5 separate regions of the Mus musculus genome follow, and all the other regions are linked to region 2. Evidence: chromatin contacts called from public Hi-C and HiChIP or PLAC-seq data. All regions are on one chromosome and are shown on one strand. The core of a region is the stretch at or near the end of the contact, and the rest is flanking DNA. Distances in the headings are between cores, read along the strand shown. Region 1 has its middle 18 kb from the start of Gm46743. Region 2 holds the start of Acvr1 (activin A receptor, type 1). Region 3 holds the start of Galnt5 (polypeptide N-acetylgalactosaminyltransferase 5). Region 4 holds the start of Pkp4 (plakophilin 4). Region 5 overlaps Gm46743 (a long non-coding RNA gene).

Region 1 (2,700 bases), core at 6-2,505, 870 kb before region 2:
CGGGCAGGGGTTACTACAAAGTCTGGTTGTTGTTTCTAAACACCATGGTCTAAACATGCGCTCCTCTCAGGTCTTTTATTTCCTGTACAAGCAACCCTTCTCCCTAAGCTGCACCCACAGGCCCCACGAATTGATTTCCACCTTGAGGGTGTCTATAACTTTGGCATAAGTTTGTTTTAAATAGGTCTGACTCAGTTAATGGCCAGGGGCGCTGCCCATCACTTCTATGGGTTCCTAGGCCCCTCCTTGACCCCTAGGCTGCTCCAGGAAGTATTTTTCAGGCCAGGCGTCTCTCCTCGTGTGCTTTAGACTATTTTCAGTCCTGCATCAATGGGGAAACAGCTTCTTCCACCGTCCTGAATAGTCTCACCAAGCAACCCCACCCAACAGTCCTGGGCACTGCAGACTAATCAGGGCGGGCAGCTCACGTTTGGAGAACCTGCAGCCCTCCTCTATCTGCCTTTCTTGTACTTTCTTTCATCCTTTCCCAGTTCTCAGGAAGCAATAAAAACAAACACTTCCTCTGATGTAGTTTCATATCAAATCTTTCCCCACCCACAACAGCCTTCCCTTCCTGGGAGGAGTCCCAGGGCGTAGGTTTTCTCCTGCTCAGTACTCTCTGGGTTTGGAATGCCACCCAAGTGCTAAGTTCAGGGCGACTTTGATCTAACCTGCTAGGGTTTGTGAAAAGCTCGGATGTCTATTTTTACTCTCGTGACCTATATTTGGTTTTTAACGAATGGTGGCTTCCCACCATGACGACTTATTACGGGTTCTCTTTTTGTCACACACTCTTTCTGCCTTCTCCGTCCTGGCTGTTTTCGGGTTGGAACTTCCTGCAGATGACCACTAGAGGGCAGATGATTTCCAGTTTACAAGATACCTTCCACAGCCAGTTTTCTGGAGCTTTGCTGACTACCAGGGCCGGTTTTTTTTTTTTTTTTTTTTTTTTTGTTTATTTGTTTGTTTTCCTTCAGAAGCGAGAGCAAAACACTTGAAGTTCTTTGGGTGCAGCTAAGACGTTTTCTACAGCGTTCATCTATGAAGTCCTGGCTGTGAGCAGCAGACATTCTGGCCAGTAGAGAGAAAACCGTGGTTTCTCTGTGTTCCTACCCAGGGGAAGAAAGCTGTGCCAGAGTGGTGTTCTTTCTAGGTTTGCTAAAAAGCATATACGTGTACCCTGCGTGTATCTACTCGGGTCTCACAGTAAGATGGCAATGCTTCCTGAGGCCTCTCCCACTATACCCAGGCTTCCTGCCAACATAGTACGCTCACGTGGTCAACCTGGATGTGTGCCAAGGCAAAGTTGATGAGCCATGAGGGAGGTAGAGAGATGGAGTGGCATGGGAATATATCTTCGTTGAAGTTCCTTGGAGCACTGTGGGGACTCTGATCTCAGACATGGGGAAGCGTGGGTGCTATTTCCTAGTCAGAAGACACGGGTAGCTATGACGCTGAAGAATTAAGTAGACTAGAAACAAATGGATATAGGCCCATCAGCCCAAGGTCAAAATTAGGAGGCTGACTTTTAAGGTAGCAGGTCGAAAGGTCAACGGGAGGTCAAGGGTACATCTCAGCAGGGGGGTGTTGCCTACACTCTGGGAGGCTCTCAGTTCCATCCCCAACACTGGAAAGAAAGAAAAAATGAAGTCAGTAGGAAGTAGAAAAAGAAACTTCAAAGGAGAACCTTCTGCTATGGATAAAAAGTCTGAACTGAGATGCTAAAGATAGTAAATTGATAGATAGCGCGGCAGTTAAATGTGACTCAGCTCTGGCCTTCCTAATCCTGCGGCCTTGGATAGGAGGCAGGGTCTTCTCTGGGGTCCAGTTTTCTCGGCTCTAATGGTGCAGCTTCCAGGTCCGAGGCTATTGGAAAGATTTCACACGATGACACACATTAAAGGGGGCCGTTTCCCTTTCTTCATTTGCTCATTCAAAAGACATATTTCCTAATGCCTGTATTGGTTAGATATGTGTAACTTCAATATTGGTTAGATATGTGTACCTTCAAGAGACAGAAAACATGATGTAACCAAACAATATTGAAAAGGATATTGACTCTGAGAGAGATATTATCACTATGAGGTAACAACACCACCATGACACAGGTAGGATCGTGAATGTCACCTCTCTCCAGGAGTCGGGGGGGGGGGGGGGCGGTGCTAGGAATGAGTGGTGCGGTCTTGGTGAGGTCACCAGGGACTTAAGCGCTCTCCATACCTTGGCTCTCTCATCCTCATCAGGTTGACGTTTATTCCTACACCCCTGGTACTATGGCCACTTGGGCCACGTGCGTACTCCCAAGTTTCCAGCAACTCTAGACTTTTTATGTCCTAGAGTCGCGGCAGTAGATCTTCAACATGGCCAATATCAGTGCCTTGGAAAGTAAATATCCCTGGGGTAAGAAGTTTCCTGGAAAGCCTCAGGCACGGCTCTGACCTCAGAGGAGCGGGAGGCATAGAGTAGGTGCTATATATTCTAGGGATTTGATACAATTGATGATTCACTGTAAGACATCTGCCCTGTAATCTTTTGGAGTTCTTGATACCAGAGAGAAACCGGGGCTCAGTTAGGTTAACTAAATAAGGGATGGCTTTTGAGCAGGCAATATGAGTGTTTTCCAGGCACTGTAGTTGCTGTGGACACACGGTAGTATACAGGTCCGGAGTGCTGGAGAATGGGAGGTTCTAGACAGGCAAA
Region 2 (2,700 bases), core at 160-2,659:
TTTGCAGCTTTTGCAAAGGCCCGATCTTCCACTTCCTTTGCAACCTTCTGCAGTGTTGCAGCCAGCGACCCAATAAATGCCCTCTACATGAAAGGACCTGTAGGGATAAAAAATACTTTATGTTTTCCCCATTTATTGGTGTCATGATTTTACTCTTGCTTTGTGATAGGACTGTGCATTATAAGCTTCTAGAGGGCAGAGAAAATGGCTTGCTGCTTCCAAACACTAAGCGGGCACCATGCAAAATTTGATCCTTGCATGCCTTTTTTGATGCTCCAGATAATATTAGCACACTGGGGTGTTTTTGTGTTTCTAAGGACCAAAGTTGTCAGCCTCTCTGCGGCGGAGAATGTTCCTTCCTTCCTACTGTAAGCTCCCGTGGCGCCTAGGACAGGGCGGGATTTTTGCAGAAGCCCCCCCCCCCCCCACCCCCCAGACTTGCTTATTTTTATTACCAAGGAAGCCGACTGCGAAAATGGCAAACGCTTGCATAACCCTAGACCCTGCGAGGAAATGAGCATAGTGGAAGGGGATCAGAAGACAAGGCAACGATGGCCTGGCTGAGGCGGAGCATTGAGTATCCACCCCTGTGCCTGACACGCAGGGCTGGAGATGAGTGCAGGAGCCCCCGCAGTTCCCGGCTCGGCTGCCTGCTGTCCGCCCGCCCCGCGCCCCGGGAGCTGTCCAGACGGCCCCGCCCGCGCCTACCTGGCCGCTCCCCGTGCCGCGCGCCTCCCCCGCGTCCCGCCAGCCCGGCTCGCAGCAGCCCACAGCCCGGGCGGCCCGAAGGGTCGGGGGTCGGGGGCGGCGGGCGAGCATGGCTAGGCGGGCGGAATCCCTGGGGCCGGGCGCCTGCAGGGGGCGCGAGGAGCGCCCCGCCCCGCCGCCGGCCCTCTCCCTCCCGGCTCCCTGGATCCGCGCCGGGAGGAAATGATGTGTTGCTGCCTGGTTAATCACAGCTCCAGACACTCATTGGCCGAGCGCTCCGCAGCCACTTCCTCCTCCTCCTCCTCCCGCTCCTCCCGCTCCAGCTCCCGGTCGCCGCCGCCGCCGCCGCCGCCCCCAAGCGCTGGGGGAACTTTGCCGCCGCCGGCTCCCCGCCGCCCCCAGCCGAGCCCCGCGCCGCCGCAAGTTTCCTCCGCCCTCCTCCCCGCCCTCCGCCTCCCGCCCCGCGACAGCCGTCTCCCCGGCTCCAGCCCGGTGCCTGCCGCCAGCCTGCGCCCCGGCCCCGTGGCCGCCAGCCTCCCGCCCCGCGCCGCGCCGTGCCGCGCCGCGCTGCACTCCGCCGCCGCCGCCCGGGCCACCCGCCCGCGGCCCGCGGAGTTCCGGGCTCCACGCCGGCTGCAGCGCCCCGCCCCGCCCCGCGCCCTCCCGCGCCGCCTTGCAGCTCCCGGTCGCCTCGAGCTCTCCGCCTCCCCGGGTTCAGCACCCGACCGCCGCTGGACCAGAGGTGAGAGCAGGTCGCCGGCCACGCCGCCGGAGCTGGGGACCGAGGGAGGAGGGAGCTTAGCTGGAGGCGAGACCGGGATCGGAGGTGGAGGGTGGGCGTCTCGGTGCCTCCCCCTCGCTTTCATTCTTTCTCCGGCAAGCTGCGTGCCCTCTCGACGTGGGGGGAAGCCGCGGCGGAACGAAACCGACTTGCTTAGGGCCTTGGCTGCCGGTGGGATCCGGGGTGGACAGAGGCTTGGAGTAGGGGGTTCGGGTGTGCGTTGGATGAACTCCTGCAGGGTGTGCGCCTCGGACTTATAAATCGATCTGGCCTCACGGCCCCGGGCTCACCTTCTAAGCTGAGCTTGGCAGACTAAAGAGATTGGCCAGTCACCCCCACCCACAAAATATCCATCTCTTCCAAGAGGAATTTTCTGCTGGAGAGACAGCCAATAAACTCTGTTCAACTCCCTCCCTCCCTCTGTCCTTCCTAGCTGCAGTTTCAAAAAGCTTCAAAGCCAGGAATGTGGGATTCATCTTCCGATCCCCAGAAGGCAGATGTGGTTACAGATGTTGCATAGTACTTTGCCAAGTTTAAAACCCTTCCTTCGACACTAACCAAAACAGTGAGGCTAGAACCTTGGGCGCGCTGGGGAGAATTGTGGGCCTGTGGGTTCACTACGTGCATGGACTTCTGTCTGGTTCAGAGACTGGCTTGGCTCTGTCCAGTTTGTGCCAGTTACGTCTCCCACCCTTCCCTACCTCCCTCTTCCCCTGGAGATCTGAACGTACCTTGCACGGCAGAGGAGCTATGGAGGAAGGTACTTGGGCAAGAAAACACCCATTTTTGTTGCAGAAGAAAAGTGTGTTGGTTAAAAAGTTGCCATTAATTTGGTGTTTGGAGAGAGACGGACGGTAATGCATTGGATTTGCTCTCTTTATTGGCTTTTCTTCTTTGCGGTTTGTGCGATTGGTGTGAGATGATGGGAAACGTCTCTGGTCCCATACATGTTTAATGCGATTGCATATATATATATATACATACACATATATATGTTTTTTGTTTGCATAGATATATAATTTCTGAAAAAAATCCCTCAAATAGAAACATAACGCAGTGATTTTAAAGGATCCAGTTCTTGAGAGGCAGACTGCTCTGACAGCCCAAGGGAAGGCGGTGGCAAAAAATAGACACCACCTCCCTTTTCCCCAAAAAATTCTTCCTGGAAAGGTGGTGTTAAGAAACTTCAGAGATGGGCTCATCCAAGTGGC
Region 3 (2,700 bases), core at 15-2,514, 570 kb after region 2:
TAATTTAGGAAACACAGTTTGGGTTTTAGAATTAGGTACCTCTTTGGTGTCTGTCTTCAGTTCTTCCTCTTTAGTTATAATCACAACATGACTTTCAGAGAAATTAAGTTTCTTCCCTGGCGCCACTTTGGCTGCATCATCTTCTGGCAATCTTCCCAACTGTGTCTCATTTGTAGATTGGTTCTTTAAATGACCCATATCTGCAATGAACTTAAGAAGTGGTAGCGCTTTAAGGGCTTCATGTTTTAGGTCTTTGCTCTGAGCCTCAGCTTTCTTTATGACTGTGACTTCCTCAGATTTCAGGATTGGTGGGCTGGCAAAGTGCATCCTCAATTTTGTTACTGTCTGTGATTTTTGCTTTGATCTATCAGTCTTGACACTGATGGTCATATTCAGGGTCCTTTCAGATGCTTGCTTTGATGTATCGCTGCTGACATTATAATTTTGGGGGGCCTCTTGTTTTTTATCGAAGGTTTCTGTACGTCCTGCTATTTTGGTCAATGGAACTCCTCTTGAAGCTGTGAATGGGGTCTTCTCAGACTCTAACACTGTCATCCACTTGGACATCATGTATTGGGAGGAGACTTCAGGCTTGCTATCTCTCCCCTGGGTCTTCTGCATGGGAATTGTCACTGGGAGGGTTTGCAGATGTGCAAGATGCCACAAAGGCACAGCCTTTCTCCTTCCCAGGAGGTTCTGCATTTTCCCTTTCCTCTGGACTTGGTCCATATTCTCCTCAACCTTGAGTTCATGGTTCTCAGCTTTTCTAAAGTTCTCCTTACCCCACGCTCCATTCCGAGGCAGCCCCATCCCTCTGATGCTGGTGTAAAGGACCTTCACTTGGTCTGGCTCAACTCTGAATCCCGTATGTTCCCTCCTTATGATATCTTCTTTGAGTAGCCCTGCGTTGATCTCACTGAATGAGAGGCGGAGAGCTGCCATGTCAAAGAGCAACCAGATGACAGACGCTGCAAATATAAATGCCAAGACTCGCCCACTTCCTCGGAAAAACTTTCGGATCTTGTTCATCGTACAAAGGCTGACTTGCAGCTTGCGCTCTGCTTACCTGGAGTGGAGAGAGAGAGTTGAGGTAGCAACAGCAGTAGTAGTAGCAGCAACAGCAGCAGCAGTAGGAGCAAGGCCCCTCTCGTCGGAACCAAGCAGGAAATAGCTGTCCAAGGGGGAAAAGCTCAGCTCTTACTGACTGCCTGTCACTCTCTGCCTGCGTGGCATTTCACAGCAAAGTATTTGTGCCCGCTCCCTGGCCCTGGCTAAACCCTAGTATACACTGGCTCCAGGTGGCTCCCGGAGCAGTCAGCTGCAGCTGCAGGACAGTTTCACTGCATCTTGTCTCACAGGGCTCATGTCCATCTTCCTTCCAGCCCAAGAAAACAAGAAAACGTGGGACTAGGCTGGGGCTGCAGCCAGCAGCTTCTCTCCTCCCAGTTCGCTGCATGCTGTAACTCAACACCATGTCTCAGAAGGAAAACCTTTCAAGCCATTACCCAGCAAACTTCCTTCAGCTCTCACCTTCTGTGCTATGTGAGAGAGTATGTGTTTTAAGGGCAATTAAACAGAAAGCAAACTAACTTAGAGGACATGTGTTCCTGGTTTGTAACCCCTCCTACCCCACTCTTACACATTAACCCTGTGGTACCCAGATACTTGAGTACTTACTTGGAGCAATCAATTAATTCTTGACCTTAATGTTTCAGCTCTAAGAGGTTAATGGCTTAAAAAAGGGGGTATCTTATAGCGTAATTGCCAGAGAGGGGTGTTTAGCTATTTTGGAGGCTTCTACCAACAGGTACAGAAATCTTTTTAAGTAAGTAGGTCAGCTACTCTTTTTTACATTAGTCCATCTTTTTTTTCTCCAATTCTTAGCCTTAATAAACTGATACATTTTGTAATATTCCTATAAAATTCAGGGCACTTTGCTATGATCTGAATGTTTGTGTCCCCACCAAATTCAATGTGGAAACCCTAATCACCAGTAGGGTGATATTAGCAAGTAAAGTCTTTGGAATGTGCTGAGATAAGGGAGGAGCAGCCCTTAGATATTAGATTAGTGTCCTTATAAGTGAGCTCAGTGAGATGCCTTGCCCCTTTCACCATGTGAGGGCCCAACAAGAGGGACTCTTGAAGAAACCATATCTGTTCTTTTTGAATGCCTTAGCCTCCAAAACTGTGAGAAATTAATTCATATTGAGTATAGACCACTCAGTCTATGGTAATATTAAATAGAAACTTGAATGGATTAGGACACACTCCCAAATCTGTATTTACTAAGTCATGGACCAATAGCTTGACTATTGTGCCAAGACTTTGTCTAGACTCTGGGAAATTCTGGGAAACGGGAAGGCCAGTAGTTTCTTCATAGATTTGATCTTTAAATCACTCAGAAGTCCTCTTCTATCCATTTTTCTTATTATTGTCATCTGGCAGAAGCAGTTTAAGGAAAGATGGCTCACTTTCGATACAGTTGGAGGGTGCAATATGGCATAGCAAATCCAGTCTTGTGGTCACAATGTATCAACTGCAGTCAGGAAGCAGAGAGAAAGACAAAAGGTGGTCTTAGCTTGCTCTTTTGTTTCTATATCCCTCTATACCAGATTATAGAATAGGACCACCCATGTTCAAAGTAGGTCTTCCCACTTTAGTTATCCCAATCTAGAAAATTCCTCAGAGACATGCCTCGTC
Region 4 (2,700 bases), core at 50-2,549, 590 kb before region 2:
ACACTGACACCTAAATTCACGGTCCTGGAGACCAATGCAGCAAAAAATCCAGAACCATAGGCTGGAGCCCCAAGAAAACTACCGCGCTTCCCTCTCCACCGCCCTCTGCCGCAGGGAGAGAAGCGGAGGCAGGAGAGTGAACGAGGCTTACCAGCTCTGAAGATGCGCCGTGACCTCTGGCTACGCGGCGAGATCAGGGCCGGGAAGGCGCTAGTGCGGCCGCGGCCCGTGCGGACTCTGTCCCTGGTGCATTCCTTGCATTCCAGCACAATCTGTCGCCAGCCTACAAGCTGGCAGCGCGCGTCGCCCGTTGGACGCACACACCTGCCTATCGCGGCGCCCGGAGCAACCGCGGCGCCTCCGCTGCCCGCGCTCGCCGGGTGTCGCACTCAGTCACTATGCCGCCAAAACCCGGTCCCGCCGCTCGCCCTCTCGTTTCCCAAGGAGTAAGAGGGGACAGGGACCCACGACCCTCCGTTGGGTGCAGCTGCTCGCTCTAACTCCTGGCAGCGCGAGGAGGCAGTGCGGCGCGGGAGGGCAGCCTGGAGCCTTAAGGCTGGGGCGCCCGCTAGGGAGGAGCGTGCGGTTTGCAGCTGCAAGCTGGGAGCCCTGGACCCTCCGGGCGGTCGTCACGGGCACCAGCGCTGCTCTGGGGGCCCGGGCGACACGCCGGGCGAGCGTGGGAGGCACGGCTGGCGGTTGCTTCGGTGGAGCGAGGGACGGACACACAGACGGCCGGTCCCGGGCACGACGGCGCGCGGGAGCCTCGGGGCTCAAGTTCGAGAAGCGGTGGCGCGGTGCGGGAGGAAAAGCGGCCGCGCCGAGCTGTGCGGGGCAAAGTTGTGCGCCGCCGGGGGGAGGGGAGAGGCGGGCGGGATGGCGGAGCACGCGGCGGGGACCGAGAGATCCGAGCCAGGGAGCCGCGGGGGGCGCCTGGCCGCCGCCAGGTCCCGGCTCGACGCGCTCTGGGCAGCTAGCACCCCAGAGCCCCGAGCCCTCCCGCCAGCCCCGCGCACTTACTTTCCAGCTCAGGCGGAGGCCGTCGTCGCTCCAGGGACCAGGGACATCCACGCCGAAGGGTCGCCGCTGCGGCACCGGAGCAAACTGGCCGAAGTGCGGCAGCCTCGCCGCTGCCCTCCCCTCCCTCCCCTCCCGCCCCCTCCCCCGAAGAGGCTCTCCCACCACCCCGGTGGCGGCGGCAGCTCGCCTCTACCCCGTGCCCATAGTGCCGCCGCCGCGGCCGGCGTCCACGCGCACTCAGCCCCGGAGCCCTCTAGACTGCTCAGAGGCCGCCGCCCCGCCGCCAGCCCGCCCGCCCGCCCGGCCAGTCCCGGCACCCGGGAACGTCAGCACGCTGCCGTCCCCAGACAGGCTCCGCGCCCGCCCCATTGGGCGGAAGGAGAGGGCCGGCCCTCCCCATTGGCCCGGCCCTCATATTGAACGAGCCAATGGGAGCTGCGGTTTCAGGTCGCCATGGAGACCGATGCTGTTAAGAGCTAGAGGGCCAGGAGAAGGTGGGGAGTGAAGATGAAGGTGTCTGTAGCCTCCGGCGCGGGAGGGGGTGGGGGGAAGGAGTATTAGGGGATTCCCGGGAGAGGGCTCTGAAATCGGGCGGGTCTTGCTTTTGAGTATTGCCAAGACTCTGCATGGTAGGGCTTGTCCCCAGCGTCAAAGGCAGAAACAACTGAGCCCCCGGACTTCTACTTTACATTGAAAGCTCAGGAGTGGGCGTTTCATTTTTCCTGCATCTGGGGAGCATGCGAGGCTATATGCATTTTGACCTTTGAGATCTGTGCAGCCCGGTGAGTTTCCACTCCATTCCTTAAATCTCTGCTTCTTCCTGACGTCACAGGGTCACTTGAATTCTTTCTCCAACCACTCCCCCTTCCCTGAGTCTACATTTCCTCTGATTTTTGGTTCTTCCAGCCTATAACCCCTCCCAACGAAAACAGGATTTCTTGCACGTGGTATTTTGGTAAGGAAACTGAGTGGGGTTGTACTAAAGGACCAGCCCGCAACAGAATGAGTTCTCTGCTTCCCAAAACAGCAAGTCTGATCTCTCCTCCGCCCCTCCCTCTTGGACTATGTGCTTTCTGTGCTGAGCTTGGCAGGTGCATGCTCTTCCCAGTTTGTCTGAGGCTGGAGAAGTGCCAGAATTCATCCCAATGATTTCTCAAAAAGAAAAAAATAGATTACAAATGATGGATTTTTGCTTTCTGGCAGTTTTCCAGATTAATACTAAAATCGGTAAGGAAATGATGAATTGGGACAGGGGAGCATTCGCACCCAAATCTTGACCTTTAATAATGAGTGCTCTACTTTCATTTTAAATCATTTTGTGCTAGTTTGCTCGTGCTAATTATTTTTGATGAGTGATGTTCATAATTAGATGGTAGCTATTAATCTGGAACTTTTACACATGATATTGCTTCATAACATATTTTAAAAATAGTACCACTCTAGCATATAGCCACCGATGTATTCATGTTTCTTCTTTTGGTGGCTTTGTTATTTTCATAATATCCTCTTTAGTAAAAAGAAAAAAATATTATACTATCTCCCTTCACAATAAGGGATATTAATTTTCCTTGTTATATTTTGTGGGGAAAGCTGATAGGAATTTTACATTACAAATATTTTGTTGTGAGAAGCAGATTATTGTGTATGCAAGCTCTATATATCTAATTTACATTCTGAATT
Region 5 (2,700 bases), core at 142-2,641, 840 kb before region 2:
AACTTCTTTTCATTGAACATCACCTGTATACCTGTCATGAGGATAGGCATTTATTTTATTTATATCACCTCACTTAAACTTTGCTGCAAGCCCCTGAACCTGACACTAGTATCATCCACTTTATAGATGGGGTTGCTAATGATGCTGCCTCCAACTAAGTCTCTGGCTTCTGCCAGCTCTGATGCCTACCTTTTAACTCATAACATAATTGAAGAATTAGAGGGAGGGTCATCTAGCCTTTAGGGGTAGCAGAGAAATCTTTCCTAGGGCATGGCCAGTTGGAGGGACCAGAGTCCCAAGTTCGCAGGACACCAAGTCACTGTGGCATGAGGGATTGTGCTCAGGAGTTGAAGGATACATGCTGGTGACAGACTAGAATACTCATGGCTCACTTTGGGATGGAGGCTAAAGAAGGCAGACCAGAACTTGGGAGAGGGGGCAGGGGTGCATAGGACAGAACAAATTTTGTTTACTTTGTGTAAGCAGAAATCTGATGGAGAATTTCTGCGTTCCATGGATTAAAAGAAAACAAAAGATACTTTTAATAGGAAATCAATTTCTCGTGTTGCCTTTTTTGTACCATTCTTGTAATGTGTTTGCTTATTTAACATTTATATTGCATTTGAATGTCTGTCCATGTATACACCCACTTGTGTTTGTATGTGTGCGCGCACGTATGTGTGTGCGTGTGCGTGTGTCTATGTTCAGAAGACTCCCAACTCAAGAGTCTGCATCTCTGGGCTTGTCCAGCTTTCTTCTGAGGACTCAGCTGGGTGAGGGAGTGGGGCATACTGTGATACCCATAGTGTTGGGTGACTCCCCATCTCCACTAACTAGAGTCCTTCTCTGTAAATGTCCACATGGGGGACATTGCTCCAACAACATTCGACTCTCTACATTTGCAGAACTCAGCTTAGTCTGCGAACTCCCTGCAAGAAGCAACCAGGGCTGCCCGTGTTTATTGTTTCTCACTGGAAGGGAGGTCAGAGGCAATAAAATCAGTGGCTGTGGGCACAACCGTGCCTGGGCTCTGCGGTGTCTCTGTGAGTTAAGTCACAGAACACAGACACCACTGCTGTCCCAGTTTCGTGCATGAGCAAGCAGACAAGAGGGGGCAGCTGTAGTCAAGGCCTCACAGCTGGGACGGAGCTGAGTGTGGGTTTGAACTGGATCATTTGGTTCTGGAGCCCATGATCTTAAACTCTGCTCCAATAATCTGGAAATTAAACCAGGGAGGACAATGACCTGGGGGCAGGAGGGGAAGAGGAATGGCTGGGTTGTTGTTCAGAGACCTTCATCGTACACTTTACACATTTCCGTAGTGTTTGGAGGGAACACATAACAGAGACAGTACTGCCGTGACACTCCTGTTCCTTCCTGTGGGCTCCACCCAAGGACGGGCTATGCTAAGTGCCTGCTGCTGGCCTCTGCTCTGCCTGATTTTCCCATGTCAGCTTCCCCTTATCTGATCTTCCAGGCTGCTCCAGATGCCCAGAGCTCCCATGCTGGGCTTGGACTGACTACAGAGACTGGCCACTGCCTGGACCTGCTGCTTTGGCCAAGATATGTGGTTTTCTGATGTTCCTGCCTCTCAAATCTACACTGTGGCCACATCTGATCTCTCAAGCCCTCCTGGTCAAACTGTAAAAGTGAACTCAAGTTAGAGAATAAACAGCTGGCACTGTTTCTCCCTTGCAGGTTATAGCTGGTGTTTATAGCTAGAGTGGCGGGCAGACATGGAGGCTGCGGGCACATTTCAGACTATAAAATCTCAGCGTCCTCAGTGTCAAAAAAGAGTCACTAAAACCGAAGAACTAGTTGCAGGGACACATTGATTTTGTTTCCTGGCAAAGCTGGTCAGACCAGTGATGTCAACCATAAAATTCCTTGCTGTCCTTTATCTCTTTCCTCTAGGAAGAACTGTCCACTCCTCTCACCGTGTGTAGAAAAGACGGGCTGTGATGACCATGGAGGCAGTCAAAGAGCATCTTTCAGACGATCTCCCTGGGACAAATGCTTCGTTTTTACAGTGTCATCCCATGCCTTATTTTCTGTGGTAGCGTCATCCTGTGCCTTATTTTCTGTGGTGATCTTTTGCCCCCACACTGAACTGTCCCCCAAATAAGAGCGAGTGGTCATTTCCTCCTCTGACTACTGAAGCACACAGCAGACAAATCTCTATTGTATAGTTCTGGGAGTGGGGACATGTTGCTCTTTTCTTCTCAGTCAATCCACTCTCAGGCTACTTCCTCTCTTGACTTGCACAGCAGCCTGTAATGGCTGAAGAGGAAGTGAGGGGTCAGGGACTAATTTTGATCCTCATCCTGTATTTAGGATTCTAGTTCCCCTCACCTCCCTAGAGGTCTTGATCTGGAAAACAAGTTGTTTTTCATGGAACAAAGGCTTCTGGGAAGCAGGAAGGGCATCCCAGTAGAGCCCTGGGTGGGGAAGTGAGCCACCAGTGAGCTACTAGCAGCCCCGTGGGTGATTTTGGTTAGGGAGGACAAAGGATAGAGATCCTGGAAGGCTGGTAGAGAAGGTTAGGCCACACCCACTCCTGTCAGGATGGGGCTCCAGGCAATATGACAAGCCTTTGGTCAGTACAGCTCATGTAAGAATACTACATTTTGTTGGACCATGTCACCTGCAAAATGGAGACAGTAATACACTCCTCTTGTAATCTATCTATCTATCTATCTA

The links. A called contact is a pair of places that touch in the nucleus more often than the background predicts. HiChIP or PLAC-seq counts read pairs in DNA pulled down with a chosen protein or histone mark.
Region 1: an H3K4me3 HiChIP or PLAC-seq map of bone marrow-derived macrophages shows a contact between it and region 2, with 4 times the contacts expected there. The contact joins the enhancer-like site here to the promoter of Acvr1 in region 2. A contact is called at or near these places in 6 of 39 promoter capture datasets (the 3T3-L1 cell line, embryonic stem cells, liver and 1 more), 1 of 484 Hi-C or Micro-C datasets (muscle stem cells), 8 of 115 datasets of contacts at active chromatin or transcription factors (bone marrow-derived macrophages, embryonic forebrain, embryonic hindbrain and 5 more) and 1 of 9 other capture datasets (embryonic stem cells).
Region 3: a Hi-C map of nephron progenitors shows a contact between it and region 2, with 5 times the contacts expected there. The contact joins the promoter of Galnt5 here to the promoter of Acvr1 in region 2. A contact is called at or near these places in 2 of 39 promoter capture datasets (the C10 cell line and HPC-7-derived erythroid cells), 2 of 484 Hi-C or Micro-C datasets (the N1E-115 cell line and nephron progenitors) and 2 of 115 datasets of contacts at active chromatin or transcription factors (embryonic forebrain and stem cell-derived neural progenitor cells).
Region 4: a contact with region 2 is called in a FOXA1 HiChIP or PLAC-seq map of pancreatic cancer cells. The contact joins the promoter of Pkp4 here to the promoter of Acvr1 in region 2. A contact is called at or near these places in 3 of 39 promoter capture datasets (embryonic stem cells and liver), 7 of 484 Hi-C or Micro-C datasets (LSK cells, cardiomyocytes, embryonic stem cells and 3 more), 7 of 115 datasets of contacts at active chromatin or transcription factors (the 230-238 cell line, astrocytes, extraembryonic endoderm stem cells and 4 more) and 2 of 9 other capture datasets (adipose tissue and embryonic stem cells).
Region 5: an H3K4me3 HiChIP or PLAC-seq map of bone marrow-derived macrophages shows a contact between it and region 2, with 3 times the contacts expected there. The contact joins the enhancer-like site here to the promoter of Acvr1 in region 2. A contact is called at or near these places in 8 of 115 datasets of contacts at active chromatin or transcription factors (the NIH/3T3 cell line, astrocytes, bone marrow-derived macrophages and 3 more).

The regions. Positions count from the first base shown.
Region 1 is chr2:59,436,731-59,439,430 of GRCm38.p6, reverse strand. No RefSeq gene overlaps it. Among named protein-coding and RNA genes, the nearest start is that of Gm46743, 18 kb to the right of the region's middle. Within about 2 kb of position 1,255, at least 148 of the 459 cell types and tissues checked have an H3K27ac peak or open chromatin away from gene starts, as enhancers often do. A contact at or near this core is called in bone marrow-derived macrophages, forebrain, muscle stem cells and 2 more, where this site is marked.
Region 2 is chr2:58,565,537-58,568,236 of GRCm38.p6, reverse strand. It overlaps Acvr1 (activin A receptor, type 1), which reads left to right and starts at 1,409. Exons shown (of 12, transcript NM_007394.3): 1 at 1,409-1,450. It also overlaps a transcript of Upp2 not described here.
Region 3 is chr2:57,996,719-57,999,418 of GRCm38.p6, reverse strand. Galnt5 (polypeptide N-acetylgalactosaminyltransferase 5) reads right to left here and starts at 1,264. Exons shown (of 10, transcript NM_172855.3): 1 at 1-1,264. The coding sequence starts at 1,029. The region is part of intron 1 of Gm33594 (a long non-coding RNA gene); the gene reads left to right.
Region 4 is chr2:59,159,449-59,162,148 of GRCm38.p6, reverse strand. It overlaps Pkp4 (plakophilin 4), which reads right to left and starts at 1,299. Exons shown (of 22, transcript NM_026361.2): 1 at 1,021-1,299. Ccdc148 (coiled-coil domain containing 148) reads left to right here and starts at 1,466. Exons shown (of 15, transcript NM_001372501.1): 1 at 1,466-1,802.
Region 5 is chr2:59,400,747-59,403,446 of GRCm38.p6, reverse strand. Gm46743 (a long non-coding RNA gene) reads left to right here. Exons shown (of 3, transcript XR_001783312.1): 3 at 1,915-2,700. Among named protein-coding and RNA genes, the nearest start is that of 5330411J11Rik, 15 kb to the right of the region's middle. Within about 2 kb of position 1,391, at least 46 of the 459 cell types and tissues checked have an H3K27ac peak or open chromatin away from gene starts, as enhancers often do. A contact at or near this core is called in bone marrow-derived macrophages and embryonic stem cells, where this site is marked.